2 separate regions of the Pan troglodytes genome follow, and region 2 is linked to region 1. A link is a contact called in public HiChIP or PLAC-seq data. All regions are on one chromosome and are shown on one strand. The core of a region is the stretch at or near the end of the contact, and the rest is flanking DNA. Distances in the headings are between cores, read along the strand shown. Region 1 holds the start of CCDC65 (coiled-coil domain containing 65). Region 2 holds the start of DDX23 (DEAD-box helicase 23).

Evidence for each region. HiChIP or PLAC-seq counts read pairs in DNA pulled down with a chosen protein or histone mark.
Region 2: a contact with region 1 is called in an H3K4me3 HiChIP or PLAC-seq map of stem cell-derived excitatory neurons, with 4 times the contacts expected there. The contact joins the promoter of DDX23 here to the promoter of CCDC65 in region 1. A contact is called at or near these places in 3 of 7 Hi-C or Micro-C datasets (blood, induced pluripotent stem cells and stem cell-derived neural progenitor cells) and 1 of 1 datasets of contacts at active chromatin or transcription factors (stem cell-derived excitatory neurons).

The regions. Positions count from the first base shown.
Region 1 is chr10:46,962,024-46,967,247 of NHGRI_mPanTro3-v2.0_pri, reverse strand. It overlaps CCDC65 (coiled-coil domain containing 65), which reads left to right and starts at 3,169. Exons shown (of 8, transcript NM_001246546.1): 1 at 3,169-3,530; 2 at 4,008-4,175. The coding sequence starts at 3,399. It also overlaps the pseudogene LOC104001558.
Region 2 is chr10:47,012,540-47,017,763 of NHGRI_mPanTro3-v2.0_pri, reverse strand. It overlaps DDX23 (DEAD-box helicase 23), which reads right to left and starts at 2,136. Exons shown (of 17, transcript XM_509035.8): 1 at 1,976-2,136.

The DNA.
Region 1 (5,224 bases), core at 1,920-4,419:
GCCATTGCACTCCAGCGCAGGCTGACAACAGCAACAGCAAGACTATGTCTAAAAAAAAAAACAAAAACAAAAAAAAACTGAGTATGGTGGTGCACACCTGTAGTCCCAGCTACTCAGAAGGCTGAGGTGGGAGGATCCCTAAAGTCCAGGAGTTCGAGGTTGCACTGAGCTACAATTGCATCACTGTACTCCAGCCTGGGTGACAAAATGAGTTTTCTGTCTAAAGAAAAATAAACAACAAAAAAAATTATTCTGGTTGTGTCTGTGAGGGTGTTTCCAGATGAGATTAACATTTGAATTGGATTGAGAATTAATTAGTGGTAGATTGAGTAAAGCAGATTGCCCTTGTAACATGGGTGAGCCTCATCCAATCATTGAAGACATGAATAAACCAAAAAGGCTGAGTAAAAGCAGCTCCTCCTGACTAACTGCCTAAGCTGAGGCAGTCTTTTCTGGCCTTCTGACTCAGACTGAAACATTGACTCTTCTTGGACCTTGAACTGGCTGGCTTTTAGTCTAGAACTACACATCGGTTCTCCTAAATCTCCAGGTTGCTAATTGCAGATCTTGGGACTTCTGAGCCTCCAATAATAACACCGATTGCTTATAATAAATAAATACACACATCCTAATGGTTCTGTTTTTCTGGAGAGTTCTGAGTAATGTATTATATTTCATATTTAAAACAACTTTATTGGGGCACATGTTGCATATCACATAATTTGCTTTTTTTTTTTTTTTTTTTAATACGGAGTTTCGCTCTTGTTGCCCAGGCTGGAGTGCAATGGCACGATCTCAGCTCACCGCAACCTCCGCCTCCCGGGTCCAAGCAATTCTCCTGCCTCAGCCTCCTAAGTAGCTGGGATTACAGGCATGTGCCACCACGCCCAGCTAATTTTGTATTTTTAGTAGTGATGGGGTTTCTCCATGTTGGTCAGGCTGGTCCCGAACTCCCGACCTTAGGTGATCCAACATGGTGAAACCCCATCTCTACTAAAAATACAAAAAATTAGCCGGGTGTGGTAGCGGGTGCCTGTAATCCCAGCTACTTGGGAAGCTGAGGCAGGAGAATCACTTGAACCTGGGAGGTGCAGGTTGCAGTGAGCCGGGACTGTGCCACCTCACTCCAGCCTGGGCAACAGAGAAAGACTCAGTCAAAAAAAGAGAGAGAGAGGGAGAGGGAGAGAGAGGGAGAGGGAGAGAGAGAGAGAGAAAGAGAGGGAGAGAGAGAGAGAGAAAGAGAGAAAGAGAGAAAGAAAGGAAGGGAAGGGAAGGGAGAAGAAAAGAAAGTAATCTACTTTCTGTCTTTATAGCTTGGCCTTTTCCGGATATTTCATATAAATGGAACCAAACAATATGTAATCACTTGTGTCTGGCTTATTTCACTGAGCATAGGGGTTTTTTTGGCCGAACATGGTGGCTCACGCCTGTAATCCCAGCACTTTGGGAGGCCGAGGTGGGTGGATCATTTGAGGTCAGGAGTTTGAGACCAACCTGGCCAAGATGATGAAACCCCGTCTCTACTAAAAATACAAAAATTAGGCAGGCATGGTGGTGACACCTGTAGTCCAGCTACTCGGGAGGGTGAGGCAGGAGAATTTCTTGAATCCGGGCGGTGGAGGTTGCAATGAGCCGAGATCACGCACTGCACTCTAGCCTGGGTGACAGAGTGAGACTCCAGTCTTAAAAAAAAAAAAAAGGGTTTGTTTGTTTTGTTTCTGTTGTTGTTTCTTTTTGAGACAGGGCTGCTCTGTCACCCAACTGGAGTGCAGTGGCTTGACTATGGCTTGACCTCTGGGGCTCAGGTGATCTTCTCACCTCAGCCTCCTGGAGTAGCTGGGATAACAGGTACGCACCACCACGCCCAGCTAACTTCTTTTGTATTTTTTGTAGAGAAGGGGTTTCGCCACATTGCTCAAGCTAGTCTCAATCTCTTGGGCCAAAATGATCCTCCCGCCTCGGCCTCCCAAAGTGCTGGGATTACAGGTGTGAGGCACAGCGCCCAGCCTGCATATTCTTTTTGAGGTTCATCCACATTGTAGCTGGTATCCATAGTTTGTTCTGAATAATATTCCATTGTATGGACATAGCATATTTTGTCTACTCATTCACATGTTAATGGACATTTAGGTTGTCTCCAATTTTTCCAACTGGGCTATTATGAGTGAGACAGATAAGAAAATTCCTGTGCAAGTTTTTGTGTGTATACATGCTTTCATTTCTCTTAGGCAGATCCCTAAGAGTGAAATTATTGGGTCACATGGTAAATTTATGTTTAACATTTTTAAAAATTGCCAAACTGTTTTCCAAAGTGGCTACACCATTTTACATTTCTACCACCAATATATGAGGGTTCTCGTTTCTCCACATTCTCTCCAACACTTATCTTTTTAAAAAAGGTTTTTGTTGTTGTTGTTGTTTGCAGTTTTTACAGTTTTATTTAAACACAAAACATGCACATGAGCTGTCTACTCATTTTCTTTGCTGCGCAGCCTGGGATTGGGGTTGGTGACTCTGACGGCCAGCTGGGCAGCTCTTTTCCACGATGGCTTTGCGGTTCTTGGAGGAAACATTGTGAGCGATCTCAGCACAGTAAGATTTGTCGCACAACAGCAGCACTTCCAGCTCCTTGACGTGTGGACCAGGAATTTCCGGAAGCCACTGGGCAGCATGTGCTTTGTTTTCTTGTTGCTCCCATAATCAATGTTGGGCATCAAGATCTAACCCTTGAACCTTCCACGAACCCTGTTGTCAATACCTCTGGGTTTCCGCCAGTTACGCTTAATTTTGACATATCGGTCAGACTGGTGCCGGATAAACTTCTTGGTTCTCTTTTTGACGATCTTGGGCTTCCCAAGGGGTCTGAGGACGGTTTATAAAAGTGCACTGAGGGGAGGCTGAGACAGGAGAATTGCTGGAACCCGGGAGGCGGAGGTTGCAGTGAGCCGAGATCGTGCCCAGCCTAGGCGACAGAGAGAGACTCTATGTCAAAAATAAATAAATAAATAAATAAATAAATAAATAAATAAATAAATAAATAAATAAAATGCACTGAGGAGACAGGTTTTTGAGAGTTAAAAAGACCCTCTCAAAAACCGACCGCGGTCCTCCACTGGGTAGGGGGCGCTCCAAGACAGGGACTCTTCCAGCCTGTTGCCTCTCCATGTTAGCGAGATCCTCGTTGCTAGGAGACTAGACGCGTCTTACTGTGGGAGAGCTCAGCCTCACTGATAGCCGGGGATCTCTCCTGTTCGAGGGCTGAGATCTCCGGTCCCACAACCGCCCACAACCAGGGGCACTTCTGGAAGGCCCCTTTCTAGGGACATTTTTCTTCTAAGCTCTGTAACGCGGGCCGAGGCAGACCGAGGCTTCTTTCCTGGATCCAATCCCCTGCCCCCATGCCTAAGAAAGAAAAAATGGCCAAGACGCCCCTGTCCGATGAGGAGCAGCTGCTTCTGTTTCAGCAGAAGTTGCTGGCAGAGGAGGAGATGGCCAAAAAGAAGGAGAGGCTCCTCAGCCAGTTCTTGAAGGTGATGGCCTTTTGCATTATGTCCTGCTCAACCCCATCCACCACCTGCCCTGGCCCTGTCACTGAGGAAACCTCATTTTCATCCTGACCTCCCCTCCTCCGGAAATCCTGAGACCCAGATACACTTAGATTTCAGGCAACATTGTTTGGGAGGCGGGGGTGTTCTCTGCGAAGCACGGAGGGGGTGCGTGGTATACGGCTTGGCAATCTTTACTGAATCCCAGAACTGGGACCGTAGGTCCTGTCAGCTGTCCCAGCTGTCTGGAATGCTGATATTCTCCCTGGAGATAGGTCATTACAAACAACATCCTACTCTGATGCTCCCACCCTGAAGGAAATTCACCCTTGCCCTCCCTAAATGCCATCAGGCCATTCCCATCGAAAAGGGGTAAGGTGTCAGCTGACAAATTAAGAGTGATCTTGTTTGTTGTACTGAAAGGCCCTGACTTCCTGGAGGTATATTTATTCCTTCACACAGGACAAGCTGGCCAAGGAGGAACACAACAGTGCTCTGAACCTTAATAAGATTAACACACAGTGGAGAACTGTCCTTCGGGAAGTCAAGACCAGAGAACTTCATAAGGACATTGAGATCCTCAGCCAAACATTTGAACGAGTGGTGGACTGTAAGGACAATGTCATCAAGGTAGGCACTCTTTCCAAGGAAACCTTGAGTATGGCTTCCTGACCTCTTAATAGAATGAGCCTAGTGAATCCATCTTAAAGCCCTCACAAGACACAGGCTGTGAGAAAGCCAGGCTATTGGTAATAATGGTTTTCACAGAAATAAAAAATAGAATATTGGGCTTTCATCCGTCTCTCCCTTAGAGGACCCACTCTTCTTGTCATCTATTGCCCAAAACCAGTACTATCCAATAGTAGAGTCATAAGCCACAGTAGACATCACCCAGTGACTTGAAATGAGTCCCACACCTTCATTTCAATGTCAGAAGGCTCAGTTCCAGAGGGGAACTGACTTGCCCAAGGTCACATAGCTAGTCAGTGAGAGAACCAGGACTCCAGCATGTGTTTATTGATTCCCACTGCAGTGCTCCGTTCAACTAAATTGTTTGGCCTCTTGATTCAACTTCAGTGGCCCTGGATAAGGTTGAGAAGATCTCCATGGGTAAGAGCAGTTCTGGATTTCTAAGCAATTCAATCAGCCATCCTTATGTTCTTGGGAGGTTCTTGAGTTCTTGATTCCATCCTATCTTTTCTTCTAAGGGATTTTCTGTACCCCTTCTTTTGTCTTACTTTTAATATTCTGCCTCCATTTACTGCCTTCTCCTTAGTCTTTTCCATTATTTATTTATTTATTTATTTATTTATTTATTTATTTGAGACGGAGTCTTGCTCTGTTGCCAGGCTGGAGTGCAGTGGCACAATCTCGTCTCAGTGCAACCTCTGCCTCCCAGGTTCAAGTGATTCTTCTGCCTCAGCCTCCCGAGTAGCTGTGACTACAGGCATGTGCCACCACGCCTGGCTAATTTTTGTATTTTTAGTTGAGATGGGGGTTTCACCATGTTGGCCAGGATGGTCTCGATCTCCTGACCTTGTGACCCACCCGCCTTGGCCTCCCAAAGTGCTGGGATTACAGGCGTGAGCCACTGCACCCAGCCAGAGTCTTTTCCATTTTCAACAAAACAAAGCCCACAGTAACAGCAAAATATACATTGCCAACATGGTATTCCCCCT
Region 2 (5,224 bases), core at 887-3,386, 52 kb before region 1:
AGAGAGACAGAGTGAAAACACAACCACTGAGAGTGCTATTATGGTACTCTAGGCAAGAGATGGCAGTGGCTTGTTCTAGGAACGTGGCGATGGAGATGGAAAGAAGTAGGCAGCGTCAGAGTATATTTTGGAGGCAAAGCTAACAGGACTTACTAAGGAAGAAGCAGAAAGAGCAGACACAAAGATAGCTCCTAAATTTATAGTTTCAGCAACCTAATAGTTTGTGGTGCCATAGCAAACAAACTGGAGAAGGCTAGGGAACGAACAGATTTAAGAGGAAATCAAACGTTTCATTTTGGCCAGGTTGAGTGTGAGAATATCTGTGGAGATTCCCAGAAGGCAAAGAGAAATGCAAATCTGAACTTAGGGGAGAGGGTCTGTAGACAAAAACTTGAGTCACCAATACACAGATAGCTTTTAAAGCCATGGGACACTAAATGATATTACCTAAGTAGGCAGCATAGTGAAAGAAAAAAATAGAGAAGAAGCTCCAGAATTGAGCTCTGGAACACTTTAACAGGAGTTAGCCACGGGATGAATCAGAGAAAAAGACTGAAAAGAACTAGCAGCCAGTGAGAAAAGACAAAGAAAAGCATAGCAACGAAGAAGCCAAAAATATGTTTCAAGGAGGGAGGGGTCAACTGTGTCAAGTACCACCGAAGTGGAGAGGGAATAAGGGACAGGTAAGTAACCACTGAATTTGAAAAAATGGAGATTATTGGTGACCTTGACAAGAGCTGTTTCAGTGGCATTGCCGGAATGGAAGCCTGAGTGGAATGAGTTTGGAAGAGAATGAAAAATGAGAGAAGACAGTAAATACAGGCAACTTTTATTACAGGTTCTATTATCACAAGGGCAAAATAACCAGGCTGACTCTGGCCATGCTTCCCAGCGGCCTTCCTCTCAAACCTCCAGATCTTCAGGTCCTCAGTTCTTGCAGGGCAGGGGCACATTCTTTTTTTTCATTCAATGACGTATTTAACAAGCATCTACTGTACGCAAGGCACAGTGCTAGGTGCTATATGAGTTACAAAAATAAATTCTGTTCACAGGAAGTGTTTAGAACAACAGGGTTATGAGGTCGGACGCGGTGGCTCACGCATGTAATCCTAACACTTTAAGAGGCCGAGGCAGGTGGGTTGCCTGAGCTCAGGAGTTCGAGACCAGCCTGGGGAACACGGTGAAACCCCGTCTCTACTAAAAATACAAAAAATTAGCCGGGCGTGGCGGCGTGCGCCTGTAATCACAGCTACTCGGGAGGCTGAGACAGGAGAATCGCTTGAACCCGGGAGGCGGAGGTTGCAGAGAGCCGAGATCGTGCCATTGCACTCCAGCCTAGGCGACAGAGCGAGACTCCGTCTCAAAAAAAAAAAAAAAAAAAAAAACCAAAAGAAAAAAAAGAACAATAGGGGGTATGAGACACATACCAAGAAGAGTATCAAGGCTCAGATGTAGTAATACAGGTGTTCAAAGGCGTTTCCTTTCACTTGTAAAAGGTGATGTGGAAGGCTTGGAAGAGGAAGTGACGCTTGAGCCTTTAAGTAGAATTTTAAGATATGTAATTAAGGACGCGGAAAAGAAGTCATTCCCGGCAAAAGAAATAATACGGGCGGCGCAGAGGCGGGAAAACATGGACTGACTGCGAGAGAAAAGCCAGAGTTCCAGTTTGGCTGCACCAAAGGCTACTTTAAGCATGAAAGAATAAGATCAGACTGGGGGTATCAGAGGCGCTGTGCCCATAGGCAGAGTCCTGGGAGGAAAATATCGTGCAGGGACGTGGCCTGTGCCCGGAGGAGCCAACACTACCCCTGGGGCCCGCGCCCCTTCACTCCAGCCCGCCCGAGCTTCCCGGGTTCATGCCCCTTCTCTGAGGCGTTCTTTCCCGCCTCGTCCAGGAGGCAGGGGCCACCGCCGTGCCCTGACTCTAGCCCTTTCTGTAAGCTCGTGGGAACCGCCTCCACCGCCCGGAACTCACCACCCTGAGTCTGAACCGCCCAACGCGGCCTCAACGTCGCGGAGCCGTCGCCATCTTTCCCGTTTCCTGGTCGCGGAGATGAACACCCACCCCCCCCCGCCCAGGCCGCGAGGCAAGCTGGGAAGGCGAGTTCCTGGAGCTGGGCGACACAGGCCGACACTGAGGCCTGGAAACTACCAATCCCAGAATGCATGACTTGAGCGCCGGCCCCAGGCTGCGGGGTCTGCCGGGCAATGTGGTTTGCCAGACGTTAGCGTCCGGGAAGGAAGAGTTTTTCGCCAATAGGCTTTCGGCATTAGGTTCTCCCGCCGAGCACCCTTCTTGGAATCGGCTGGTCTTCCTAGAAACTACAGTCTATGACTGTCGTTGCCCGTGGCTTACAGTGGAGGAATTTAAGGGCTTCCTGAGATATCTATAGTACGTAATTATAGCTAACAACCGCAGTAACAACAATAAATACCATTCGTGGAAAAGCGGTTTTTATAACAATTCTGTGAGAATGGGGCTAGCCCCATTTTACAGTTGGACAAATTAAAGATTAGGTTACCGGAGTAGCTTCACAAGGAGGGTGATGCAGTTCTCCATTGTGTGTGGAACTATCCCAGGCTTAGGAGGACGTTTTAGCAACCTTGGCCCCTGCAGCCGGGTGAATGCCATAACAACCCCCAGTTATTGTTACAGCTCCAAATGAGCCCACACAATGGGCTCTAAAGTCCTCCCGGAAGGATGGTATCTCCTGGGCTCTAGCACCTGTTTTCTCAACATTCCAGATGGAACCCTGGTTTCCTCAATTTCTTGCCCTTTGGAATGTGACCAATTGTTGAGCTATCTTGGTATTTTTGCTTCTTTCTTCCCCCAGATTCCCCTACTTCAGTCTTCCACTGAGTTTTGTTGTTGCTGTTGTTGTTGTTGTTGTTGTTTGTTGTTGTTTTAACCTCAAATCGTAAGTTCACTTTGTGTTTCTCTTTGGTCTTATGGGTTCATAACTCTTTCCCTCAAAACAAAACAAAACATTGCAGTTGCGGAAACGGTTTAGATAACCAGAAGTATCTCGGACCTCCCTTCCCATTTTGCCAGCAGCAGGTTTGTTGCTTCAATTCCACATGGCTGTAGGTCTGCCTTTTCTCTCTGAATATGCCCAAGCTCTCAAGCAGAGCCTCAGGATAGACCCAAGTAATCCTAAAGCCCTGAGCATCACGTACAATGGCCCAAAGTAACCCTCGGAGACACACACTTCTCTTAGAACCTGCAGCCTTTCACCTCCCAGCTTCTACTCCAGAGAGAACGGAAGGGAAAGAAGAGAGCTCTGAGATCTGTTAGGTGTAATTCACCACAAAAGCACGAGAGGGCGCTCGACTCACAGATTCACAGATTAAACTAAGAATCAGACCAACCATGGTAGGCCAGAATCTTCAAAAACTGCAGCCACTTTTTATTGAGAATCTTCTAAGTGCTCAGCTCTGGGCTGGACACTTAACCTACCTTATTTGTTTTACTTAGTTCTCATAGCAGTATGAGATGAGTGCTATCTCCATTTTACTGGTAAGGAGATTGTGGCCCAGAAAGAGTAATTATGCCTTCGAAGGCCACATAGTTAAAAGAATGGGCCAGGTTGAGGGGCGCCTCTGCCTGGCCGCCCCTACTGGGAAGTGAGGAGCCCCTCTGCCCGGCCAGCCGCCCCGTCCGGGAGGGAGGTGGGGGGGCCAGCCCCCCGCCCAGCTAGCCGCCCCGTCCGGGAGGGAGGTGGGGGGGGGTCAGCCCCCCGCCCGGCCAGCCGCCCCGTCCGGGAGGTGAGGGGCGCCTCTGCCCGGCCGCCCCTACTGGGAAGTGAGGAGCCCCTCTGCCTGGCCACCACCCCGTCTGGGAGGTGTACCCAACAGCTCATTGAGAACGGGCCATGATGACAATGGCGGTTTTGTGGAATAGAAAAGGGGGAAAGGTGGGGAAAAGATTGAGAAATCGGATGGTTGCTGTGTCTGTGTAGAAAGAAGTAGACATGGGAGACTTTTCATTTTGTTCTGTACTAAGAAAAATTCTTCTGCCTTGGGATCCTGTTGATCTATGACCTTACCCCCAACCCTGTGCTCTCTGAAACATGTGCTGTGTCCACTCAGGGTTAAATGGATTAAGGGCGGTGCAAGATGTGCTTTGTTAAACAGATGCTTGAAGGCAGCTTGCTCGTTAAGAGTCATCACCACTCCCTAATCTCAAGTACCCAGGGACACAAACACTGCCTAGGAAAACCAGAGACCTTTGTTCACTTGTTTATCTGCTGACCTTCCCTCCACTATTGTCCTATGACCCTGCCAAATCCCCCTCTGCGAGAAACACCCAAGAATGATCAATAAAAAGAAAGAAAGAAAGAAAGAAAGAGAAAAAAAAAAAAGAATGGGCCAGGTGAGGTGGCTCATGCTTGTATCTCAGCACTTTGGGAGGCCAAGACAGGAGGACTGCTTGAGCCCAGGAGGTCGAGGTCGCAGTGAGCCATGCTCGTGCCACTGCACTACAGCCTGGGTGACAGAGCAAAACCCTGACTGGAAAAAAAAAAAAGAAAGAAAGAAAGAAAAAAGAAAAGAAAAGAATGGAGCCAAAATTCAGGTTCATTTAACTTCAGAGTCCATTACCTTTCCCCATTTTCAGGCTGCCATCTCAACTCTCTTTAAATTGAGCTCCTGTAGGGTGATAAAGCTTGTCCCAGTTCATAGTGGCAGAGTTCCTCTAGTACTTGTGCGCACATCTCATGACACATGTAAGACATTGGGCTTCAAGGATACTTGTTATTTGTCTTGCCCCACTAGTTCTCTCACAAACATGCATCTTTGTTTTCTTATTTGTTTGTATTTTTATTTTATTTTATTTTATTTATTTATTTTTGAGATGGAGTCTCGCTCTGTCGCCAGGCTGGAGTGCAGTGTTGCAATCTCGGCTCACTGCAATCTCCACCTCCCTGGTTCAAGCGATTCTCCTGCTTCAACCTCCCAAGTAGCTGGCATTACAGGCACATGCCACCACACCCAGCTAATTTTTGTATTTTCAGTAGGAACGGGGTTTCATCATGTTGGCCAGGATGGTCTCGATCTCCTGACCTCGTGATCCACCTGCCTCAGCCTCCCAAAGTGCTGGGATTACAGGCGTGAGACTCCACACCTGGCTTATTATTTATTTTTGAGACTGGGTTTCACTTTGTTGCCCAGGTTGAAGTGGAGTGACACAAACAGCTCACTGCAGCCCTGACCTGGGCTCAAGTGA